Linked DNA regions of Macaca mulatta: all the other regions are linked to region 3. A link is a contact called in public Hi-C data. All regions are on one chromosome and are shown on one strand. Each heading gives the region's core, a stretch centred on a gene start, on an enhancer-like site or on the middle of the called end of the contact. The rest is flanking DNA. Distances are from core to core; before and after follow the strand shown. Region 1 holds the start of AMACR (alpha-methylacyl-CoA racemase). Region 2 holds the start of RXFP3 (relaxin family peptide receptor 3). Region 3 holds the start of TARS1 (threonyl-tRNA synthetase 1).

Evidence for each region. A called contact is a pair of places that touch in the nucleus more often than the background predicts.
Region 1: a Hi-C map of liver shows a contact between it and region 3, with 5 times the contacts expected there. The contact joins the promoter of AMACR here to the promoter of TARS1 in region 3. A contact is called at or near these places in 3 of 14 Hi-C or Micro-C datasets (fetal cortex germinal zone, fetal cortical plate and liver).
Region 2: a contact with region 3 is called in a Hi-C map of fetal cortex germinal zone, with 3 times the contacts expected there. The contact joins the promoter of RXFP3 here to the promoter of TARS1 in region 3. A contact is called at or near these places in 6 of 14 Hi-C or Micro-C datasets (CD4 T cells, blood, cortical neurons and 3 more).

Annotation. Positions count from the first base shown.
Region 1 is chr6:35,410,705-35,413,902 of T2T-MMU8v2.0, forward strand. AMACR (alpha-methylacyl-CoA racemase) reads right to left here and starts at 1,411. Exons shown (of 5, transcript NM_001266997.1): 1 at 1,092-1,411. The coding sequence starts at 1,338.
Region 2 is chr6:35,335,390-35,338,451 of T2T-MMU8v2.0, forward strand. It overlaps RXFP3 (relaxin family peptide receptor 3), which reads left to right and starts at 1,494. Exons shown (of 1, transcript XM_015139811.3): 1 at 1,494-3,062. The coding sequence starts at 2,299.
Region 3 is chr6:34,818,778-34,821,647 of T2T-MMU8v2.0, forward strand. It overlaps TARS1 (threonyl-tRNA synthetase 1), which reads left to right and starts at 1,559. Exons shown (of 19, transcript XM_028849367.2): 1 at 1,559-1,726. The coding sequence starts at 1,670. It overlaps LOC106998703 (a long non-coding RNA gene), which reads right to left and starts at 1,215. Exons shown (of 2, transcript XR_001445238.3): 1 at 1,110-1,215.

The DNA.
Region 1 (3,198 bases), core at 161-2,660, 590 kb after region 3:
GAAAACCTCTGGTCATCTACCTAGATAAACACCAGTCACAATCCCTCACCCAGAGGCTATATCCATAGTCCCAGCCAACCTTCCTCCTAATAACAAGACCTTGGACAAGCCTCCTTCATCTTGAATGGAGCATTCTTAAATTATTACATAATCTTAATTATTAAATCATTATTGTTACAAGCCTCAAATATGGCTATGAGGGTTAAATGAGTTAACGCATTTAAATAAGCCTGGTGTCCCGTATGTCAAGGCAGTTGCAGCAGGGATGGAGAGAAATAGTCCGAGTGGGCTAAAGAGCAAAATGACTGTATCGATAATCATTGAAATTGGATGTGGTGAAAGGAAAACTGGAGTCCATGATGAAGTACAAGTTTCGGATTCAGGCATTCACTGAAATAAATAATACAGAAGGTGGAGATGCTGTTTTAGAAGGAAGAAGGAAAGGCTCAGTTTGGGATTTGTAGAAGCTGCCTGGCGGACAGCCTTGACGGCAATGCCCAGGACCTGTGTATGCCAGTGTCTGCGGTTCTGAAAGGGAAAGTCTACAAAAAGGTGAAAATGATGGGAATGGGTAACGGGGCTCCAGGTAGCAGATGCTGCGACTTAGAACGCCAGCGTTTCAGGCAGGGAGCGTAAGCCTGGGTCCGTGGAAGGCTTGAGGGTACAGCACTCCAAAACTGTAGCCGAAAAACCGCCTATATGCAGTTTTCCAGGAGGGGAATCCTATGGCTTTCATTAGATTCTTCCAGGGTTCAAGACCCTCAATTAATTAAGAAAGGCAAATACAGAGCGTTTCTTAGCAAAAAAAAAAAAAAAAAAAAAAAAAAAGAGGAACTTGGGAAGGAGTCAGAGAGGCCAAAGGAGAAACCCAGCAACAGCAGTATCTCAGAACTCAAGTTTTGGACAATCAAGTTGGGGATGAATGATCACTAACAATACCCTAGGAGGCAAAAACATCTAGAAGGCTGGGGCCGACAAGGGTTCTTGCGGCAACAGGGCAAAGGTGTGGCGGGTGCAGCCTGGATCGAATGGCCAGGCCCCCTCCCCTCCGCGGGAACTTCCACAGAGCAGCCCGCGGGGCCCGGGCTCACCGCTGCGGAAGGGCTCCAGCAGCACGTCCGACCGCGCGCACAGACGCCGCAGCACAGCGGCTCCCCGCGGCTGCTTCAGGTCCAGCGCCAGCGAGCGCTTGCCCCGGCCCAAGCGGCTCACGTCGTAATGGGAGCCCGGCCGCTCCACGCGCACCACCCGCGCCCCGAAGTCCGCCAGGACCATAGCACAGAACGGGCCCGGGGCCAGGCCGGCCAGTTCCAAGACCAAGATACCCTGCAGTGCCATGGCGCTCCTCAGTACGCCCTGAATGAGACCGAGCAGCCCCTTGCTCCCGCCCAGCAGCCTACAGGAAGCCCTCCCCAGGCGGGGCGCCCCGCCCCCAGCCCCGGCGCCGCGCCCCCAGCCCCGGCGCCGCGCCCCCAGCCCCGGCGCCGCGCCCCCAGCCCCGGCGCCGCGCCCCAAATGCGCCACCCCTGCCCCTCTTTTGTGCGCCTGTGCGAGCCCGCGGAGTCTGCGCACTGGCGCGCTTCCCGCCCGGTCTCCCGGTACTGCCAGTGGCAAATACGCTAGGTTACTTTTCTTTTTCTGCAACCTAAATTGCTGAGTCCTAAATTGCAGGGACTGACCTTTGGAGTTCCTGCCTGTTACCGTCCTCTCTGGACGCTTTTATTGCCACCATGGCGATCCCCAGCCGTTGTACCATTTGAGCCCCAAGTCCTGCCGTGCTCTAGGGAAATATATAACGTAAACACATAAGAACAAGGCAAAAGCGTTTTCTTCCCTAGGCTGCAGATTGTCTTTTTCACCGCCCCTGCTTAGCTAGCTAGCTAGCTGGCAATTTAATCCAGAAACGGCTTGCGATCCCTCGTAGATGCACTCATTTTGAGTTACAAACTCTGGATTACGTGTCTTTTTAAAAAAGTTCAGACTACACTAGGAAAATTATTTTAGTATCAGAAGAACATCAGGGGTGTGGTGCTCATCAGAGCTAAATGAGAACGCTTTAAAAATGTTAGTTTGTCTTCTGCCATTTCTACAGAAAGCTGCAATTGCAGGTTTTCAACCTAATACGTGATATTTAAGAAAAAAAAAAAAGCAATTGCACATAGCCCCACTGCTTTCACAAATCATTTTCTCTCTACTAGATACAGCCTGTCAGGTGGCCTAACGTAATTTTTGACATCTCTAGGAATTTGAATAGAATCAGAAATAGGTGCCAGAGACATGCCTGCACTAATCTTGAGTATGGGTTTATGTATTTCTCAAGCAAGTGATTAAATCAAAAGCAAAACTTGGCATGATTGTAATCAAGATCTTTTAGGCAAGAAAGTCATGATGAGTTTCAGAATTATTTTAGGACTCTGTGGCTTTCTCTTCATAGAAATAGAAAAAAAAAATCCTGAAATTTGTATAAAACCACAAAAGATCCTCAATAGCCAAAGCAACACTGAACAAAAAGAACAGAGCAGGAAGCAACACACTACCAGAATTCAAATTATGCTACCAAGGTGTAGTAACCAAAACAGCGTACTATTGGCATAAAACAGATGCAAAGACCAATGGAACAGAATAAAGAACTCCAACGTGTATTTACAGCCAGCTGATTATCAGTAAAAACACCAAGAATATACATTAAGGAAAGGACATTCTATTCAATAAGTAGTGCTGGAAAAACTGGAAATCCATATGCAGAAGAATGAAACTAGACCCCTATCCCGCACCACATACAAAAATCAACTCAGAATGGATTAAAAGACTTAGATGTACAACCCAAAACTATAAAACTACTATAAGAAAACAGATAAAACACTTCAGGACATTACCTAGGCACAGATTTCATGACTAAGATTTCAAAAGCATAGGCAACAAAAACAAAAAATAGACAATTGGGACTATGTTAAACCAAAAAGTTTCTGCACAACAGAGGAAACAACAGAATAAAGAAGGAACTTATTGAATAGGAGAAAATATTTTGCAAATTATTCGTCAAACAAGTGACTAATATGCAGAATATACAAGAAACTCAACTCAACAGCAAAAAATCAAATAATCTCATTAAAAAGTGGGCAAAGGATCTGAACAGACATTTCTCAAAAGACATACAAATGGCCAACAAGTATATGAAAAAATACTCAACATCACTTA
Region 2 (3,062 bases), core at 244-2,743, 520 kb after region 3:
CAGAGAGCTTTCAGGGTATGCCCCAGCTTTTCTTGTGTTTCAGTAGCCCCTTGAAATATTAGAAAAGAGAAACAGAGACAGAGATGAAGAGAGAGATAAATTTTATGGAGAAATAACTAGTTAAAAATAAAGTCAAAACTGAGTGTGAAAGTGAGACTTAAAATCAGGGTAATAGTCACCCAAAGAAATAACTTGTGCTTCGGGAGGAATCCTCAGGGATTCCTCAGGGTCATCTCCAGATAAGAGGAGATGATTTTCGTTTGGTTAGGTTTTTACTAAAGCCCTGACTCCCTCTAGTGGGCGGACAGAGCAGTGCAGCATCCGTAGCAAGGTGTGTGCTCTTTTCAGGGCTAAACGTCCTTTGGAATCAAGATTCTTTTTTTCTTTTTCTTTCTTTCTTTCTTTCTTTCTTTCTTTCTTTCTTTCTTTCTTTCTTTCTTTCTTTCTTTCTTTCTTTCTTTCTTTCTTTCTTTCTTTCTTTCTTTCTTTCTTTCTTTCTTTCCTTCCTTCTTTCTTTCTTTCCTTCTTTCCTTCTTTCTTTCCTTCTTTCCTTCCTTCCTTCCTTCCTTCCTTCCTTCCTTCCTTCCTTCCTTCCTTCCTTCCTTCCTTCCTTCCTTCCTTCCTTTCTTTCCTTTTATTTCTTTCTTTTCTTTTCTTTTCTTTCTTTTTCTGTTTCTTATCTCCTCAGCTTGAAGGTTGCATCCTCTTTATCTCCTTAAGTAAAGCTGGGAGTTCTGTAGGACTCCAGGAGTGAGGACAATTATGCTTAAGACACTTTGGTTTCAGTTTAGTCCCAGACCAAGGGAAAACATTTCAAAATTTTAAAGTAAATCCTTAAAAGTGTAATTTACACCAGAGCGATTGACCTGGCATTTATGTAGACTGTAGTTTGAGAAATAATTCAAATGGTTTCCACTCATTCCCTCGGAAGAGTCCTTAGAATGTACTTCCATTAGTCTGAAAAATGTCTGAAAAAGAATCCTGATGCTAACAGTACTGGAAATAGGAGGGCTGGTGGTTCACGATCAGCCCGGTGGTATCCTCCATTCTATTTGCATCTAGGTAGAGAGACTGTGGGCAGTATGTGATCAGACAATTTGCTGAAGCGCTTTGGGCCTAGGGCATTTAATTTCTGTGAAGTAGGCTCATCAGTTATTCGCTCTGTTTTTGTGTCACCTCTCAGAATACATTAACGTAGGGGCAACCCTTGAACCCAGACTTCTGCCATGTGAAGACCCTTTGAAAATCCTGACAAACACAGACACTGCATAAGTGGTCAGCTAATTAAAGCTGGGAGGTGGAGCTGTCCTTTGTGTATCCAATAAGTACCCATCATCTCATTTGAGCATGAAAAGAGGCCACTGTTATTACTTTAAAGAAGGAAAGTAAGCAGGATAGCTCATATTTTTGGAACCATTTCTCACCAAATGGAATAATTCCAGTGATAAAGTGGGAGTGAGGAAGAAAGAAAAAAAAAACTTCTAATCATAATGTTTGGGAATAAGAAAGAGGAAACTCACGTCAAAATCGACTTTCTCCTGCGGGTGCAAAATAAAGGCTTAAGACTGCTCCTGCTGAAACTTTGGGGAGGAAAACGGGAGCTGGCGGGTGGGCTTTGCCTGCCACTCAGCTCTCCCTCGCGGCGCGGGCGCGGCTGGGTTCAGCACCTCGGAAAGCGCCGCTCGCGGCGCCCCCGGATTACGCATGCTCCTTGGGGCCCGCCGCCTCGGCCATGCAAGTGCCACTGCAACTGGTGAGCACCGCTGGCAACACACCCGGAGTTGACAACCGCAGAAAGACGCAGACACCCACTGACCTCCAGGCAACAGAGCGAGGTGGATGGAACTCTACGATCTCTTTCTCTCCAAGGACGGAAACCTCATCCAAGCAGTCCCAGAGGAAACCGACAAAGGTATTTGAAAGGGAGCAAGCGGCCCCAAATCGCAAAATTGAGCGACTGTGGGAGTTATGCGCCAATGCCCCAGTGACAGCGGGACACGGAGAGGGGAAGTCTGCGTTGTACATAAGGACCTAGGGACTCCGAGCTTGGCCTGAGAACCCTTGGACGCCGAGTGCTTCCCTTATGGGCTGCGCTCCTCAACTCTGCTCCAAAGCAGCCGCTGAGCTCAACTCCTGCGTCCAGGGCGGTTCGCTGCGCGGCAGGACGCGCTTAGTACCCAGTTCCTGGGCTCTCTCTTCAGCAGCTACTTTGAAAGCTCCCACGCACGTCCCGCAGGCTAGCCTGGGAACAACACCGGGGTAAACCGTCCCCAGAACGTGACCTAGAGGTACCTGCGCATGCAGATGGCCGATGCAGCCGCGATAGCTACCATGAATAAGACAGCAGGCGGGGACAAGCTAGCAGAACTCTTCAGTCTGGTCCCGGACCTTCTGGAGGCTGCCAACACGAGTGGTAACGCGTCGCTGCAGCTTCCGGACTTGTGGTGGGAGCTGGGGCTGGAGTTGCCGGACGGCGCGCCGCCAGGACATCCTCCGGGCAGCGGCGGGGCAGAGAGCGTGGACACCGAGTCCCGGGTGCGGATTCTTATCAGCGTAGTGTACTGGGTGGTGTGCGCCCTGGGGTTGGCGGGCAACCTGCTGGTGCTCTACCTGATGAAGAACATGCAGGGCTGGCGCAAGTCCTCTATCAACCTTTTCATCACCAACCTGGCACTGACGGACTTTCAGTTTGTGCTCACCCTGCCCTTCTGGGCGGTGGAGAACGCTCTTGACTTCAAATGGCCCTTCGGCAAGGCCATGTGTAAGATCGTGTCCATGGTAACGTCCATGAACATGTACGCCAGCGTCTTCTTCCTCACTGCCATGAGTGTGACACGCTACCACTCGGTGGCCTCGGCTCTGAAGAGCCACCGGACGCGAGGACACGGCCAGGGCGACTGCTGCGGCCGGAGCCTGGGGGACAGCTGCTGCTTCTCGGCCAAGGCGCTGTGTGTGTGCATCTGGGCTTTGGCCACGCTGTCCTCGCTGCCCAATGCCATTTTCTCCACCACGGTCAAGGTGATGGGCGAGGAGCTGTGCCTGGTGCGCTTCCCGGACAAGTT
Region 3 (2,870 bases), core at 309-2,808:
CTCAGCCTCCTGAATAGCTGGGACTACAGGTGCACATCACCATGCTTGGCTAATATATATATATTTTTAATTTTTAGTAGACACGAGGTCTCACTATGTTACCCAGACTCGTCTTGAACTCCTGAGCTTAAGCTCTCCTCCTACCTTGCAAGTTTACAGTTTTTAAAAAATGTATTTTATCTCCTTGATTGAAAACTTCACGAAAGCACACTTTGTGTATTTTTGCCAGCACCTGGAAGATGTAAACCTATCACACAGCAGATGTTCAATAAATGTCGAGTGTTGAGACAAAACTTGCTTAATTTTTCAATCAAGGTTTGCAAAATTACCTCTTAATTTGTATTATAAAAGAAGTCAAAACCCATTTACTAACTAGACCTAGAAGAAAGTTTATAATGAGACTAGATTATTAGTAGTGCTTGATGTTCCAGGAGTTATATTCAATTTTAATAGGCTTAGATAGACCAAACTAACTCCCCACATTTAAATTAGAATGAGAATCAACGGGATCTACTCTTACCTTCTAATGTAAAACAATTTAATTATGCTCATTAGACACGTTTGCCTGAATTGTATCTTAATTTTAACTAAGTATAATGAAAACCAGAGAGCTCAAGATTACTGAGTTTGCTAGATGCAGAAAATTATAGGTTAACAATTATATTTAACTGCTATGTAACATTGTTTCTAGCAGCTTCTCTTAACCCCTTGTTCCCTGAAGGCAGAGAGTTGTAGAGAACAGAACTGATGTTTAAAAAGAAAAATCCACAAAACGTGGTGATGGAGTACGTACGTGAAGTTGTGCCCATTGCGCTTCTGATTTCAAATAAGTAATTGTTTTAAATTGCCTACTAACACAAATTTTAAAAGCCCAGTCGATTCCAAACACACCTAGGAGTGAAAATCCATGGTTATTTCCTTGGGTGAGCTTTATTGTATTTTTGCGGGCGCTATAGAAATGCTCCCCCAGGCAGTACAGATCAGCAGCGGCTAGCAGTGAAGAATGTTCAAGGAAGGGTTTGTCCCCGATCACTAGGACTCGGGGCTTGGGGAGCCTGGACTGCCATGAGGAAGGCTCGATTCACCACTACAGACAGGGAGCCAGAGACCTGAGTAGTGCCGAGAAGTCGGCAGTCGCGCCAGGTCAGAAAGCGCCGAAGCCGCAGGAAATCCCGGACTCCATCCCTGGATTTGTTCCAGTGTCGAAGATGGTATCCAGGTCGCCGAAGTTTATGCCAAGACCGACTTATTATCTACGGTGTCCGGGAAGGTCCATGATTGTGCGACATAAAGGCAGAAGGGAGGAAGGCGCAAGCGCATTGGGGACTTGACTCTGAAAAGCGTCCAGACCAAGGTCTGCGGAGAGTAGGCCTGTAGCTCCTCCTCACCCGCCACAACCTGATTTCCTAGAAGGGCTCTGTCATCCAAAAAGATTTTCCATTGGCTTAGAGGAGGCAGGGCCCGTCTTCTCCCGTTATCCATTGGCTGCCCCTTCCGCCGCAAGTTGGGGGCGGGGTTAGGGCGCCTGTCGATTGCATCAGCTGGTCCAGTGGAGGCCAAGTGGCGCAAGCGCAGTGTTCCCGGGCCCTAGCCCACCTGCGACCCGCCTCTTTGCTCTTCTCCTCTAGGCCGTCGCTTTCGGGTTCTCTGATCGCTTCGTCGTTCGCCAATGTTTGAGGAGAAAGCCAGCAGTCCTTCAGGGAAGATGGGAGGCGAGGAGAAGCCGGTGAGCAGACCTGGTGGGACCCAGAGACCAGCCTGGGACTCTCGTGGGTGCAGACGCTCCCTCGCGGCGGGGGCAGGGGTCAGGAAGCAGGAAGCGGCCGGTACCGCGTGGGTCGGAGGAGTGGGGGACGGTGGGACTCATGGAAAGTCGGAACCCCCTTTGGGAACCGTCCATTCATAAATTAGGGTGGGGCCTTGCAGTTCATCTCTGGGTCCATTCTCTTTACAAATGAGGAAACAGACCTTGATTGAGCGACTTGTTCAGAGCCTCACATCTACAGTAGTTAGACGCGGAGACAGAATCAGAATCTTAGGCTTGGGGCTTCCAAACTCGGGTTTGTGGCTTACTGTAAGCGGGAAACATATTGCAGAGCCTTATTTAATCAATCTCCTAAGATCCTGCGGGGGTAAAGAGCTCCATTTTGAGGAAAGGAAAACCGAGTCCCTGAGATCTGACCCAACTTGTCCAGGTTTGGGTGGTTAAGTATACATTTTGCCCGGCACTGAGCTGGGCGGTGGAGGTGGGAAGATGAGTAGGGCCCAGTTCCCCGACTTTGAGGGCCTCACAGGCTGATGTGTAAGAGACAGGAGAACAGCCCTAGTGCTTTGTGATCAGCTGTGTGGTATTACAGAAGAGGAAGCTTAGGAGGGCTCTTTCGAATTGAGTTTGGAAGAATGATTTCACCAGGAAAACAGGCAGAACGGGGCTTCCCACATAAAGGTAGGGAAGGCAGTGAAAAGGGGCACGCAGGTGAATTGTCTTTCGGGTTGTTTGCAAGAGATATGCCAGAAGGGTTAAAGGAACAGCAGTCAGAAAGATCTTAGGCAACAAGGATGTTTGCTACTTGTATTCTATACATGAAGGATCTTAAGCAGGAAGATTGAATTTGTAAAAGTCACGCTGGCATTGGGGTAGAAGGTGAGGCCACATGCAGAAAACTGTTGTAATAGTCCAAGTGAGAAGTGGTGGCATCTTGAGCTAAGGGAGCCTCTATCCCAAGTCTGTGACAGGACAAGTCACTTAAAAGCCAAAACTTTTTCTTGGTTGTCTACTCGGAATTGAATGGAGCACATTCTAAACCAAGTAAATTTAGTTCTAGATGATAAATGGTGACAATACATAGTTTTTTGTTCACATAAAATGG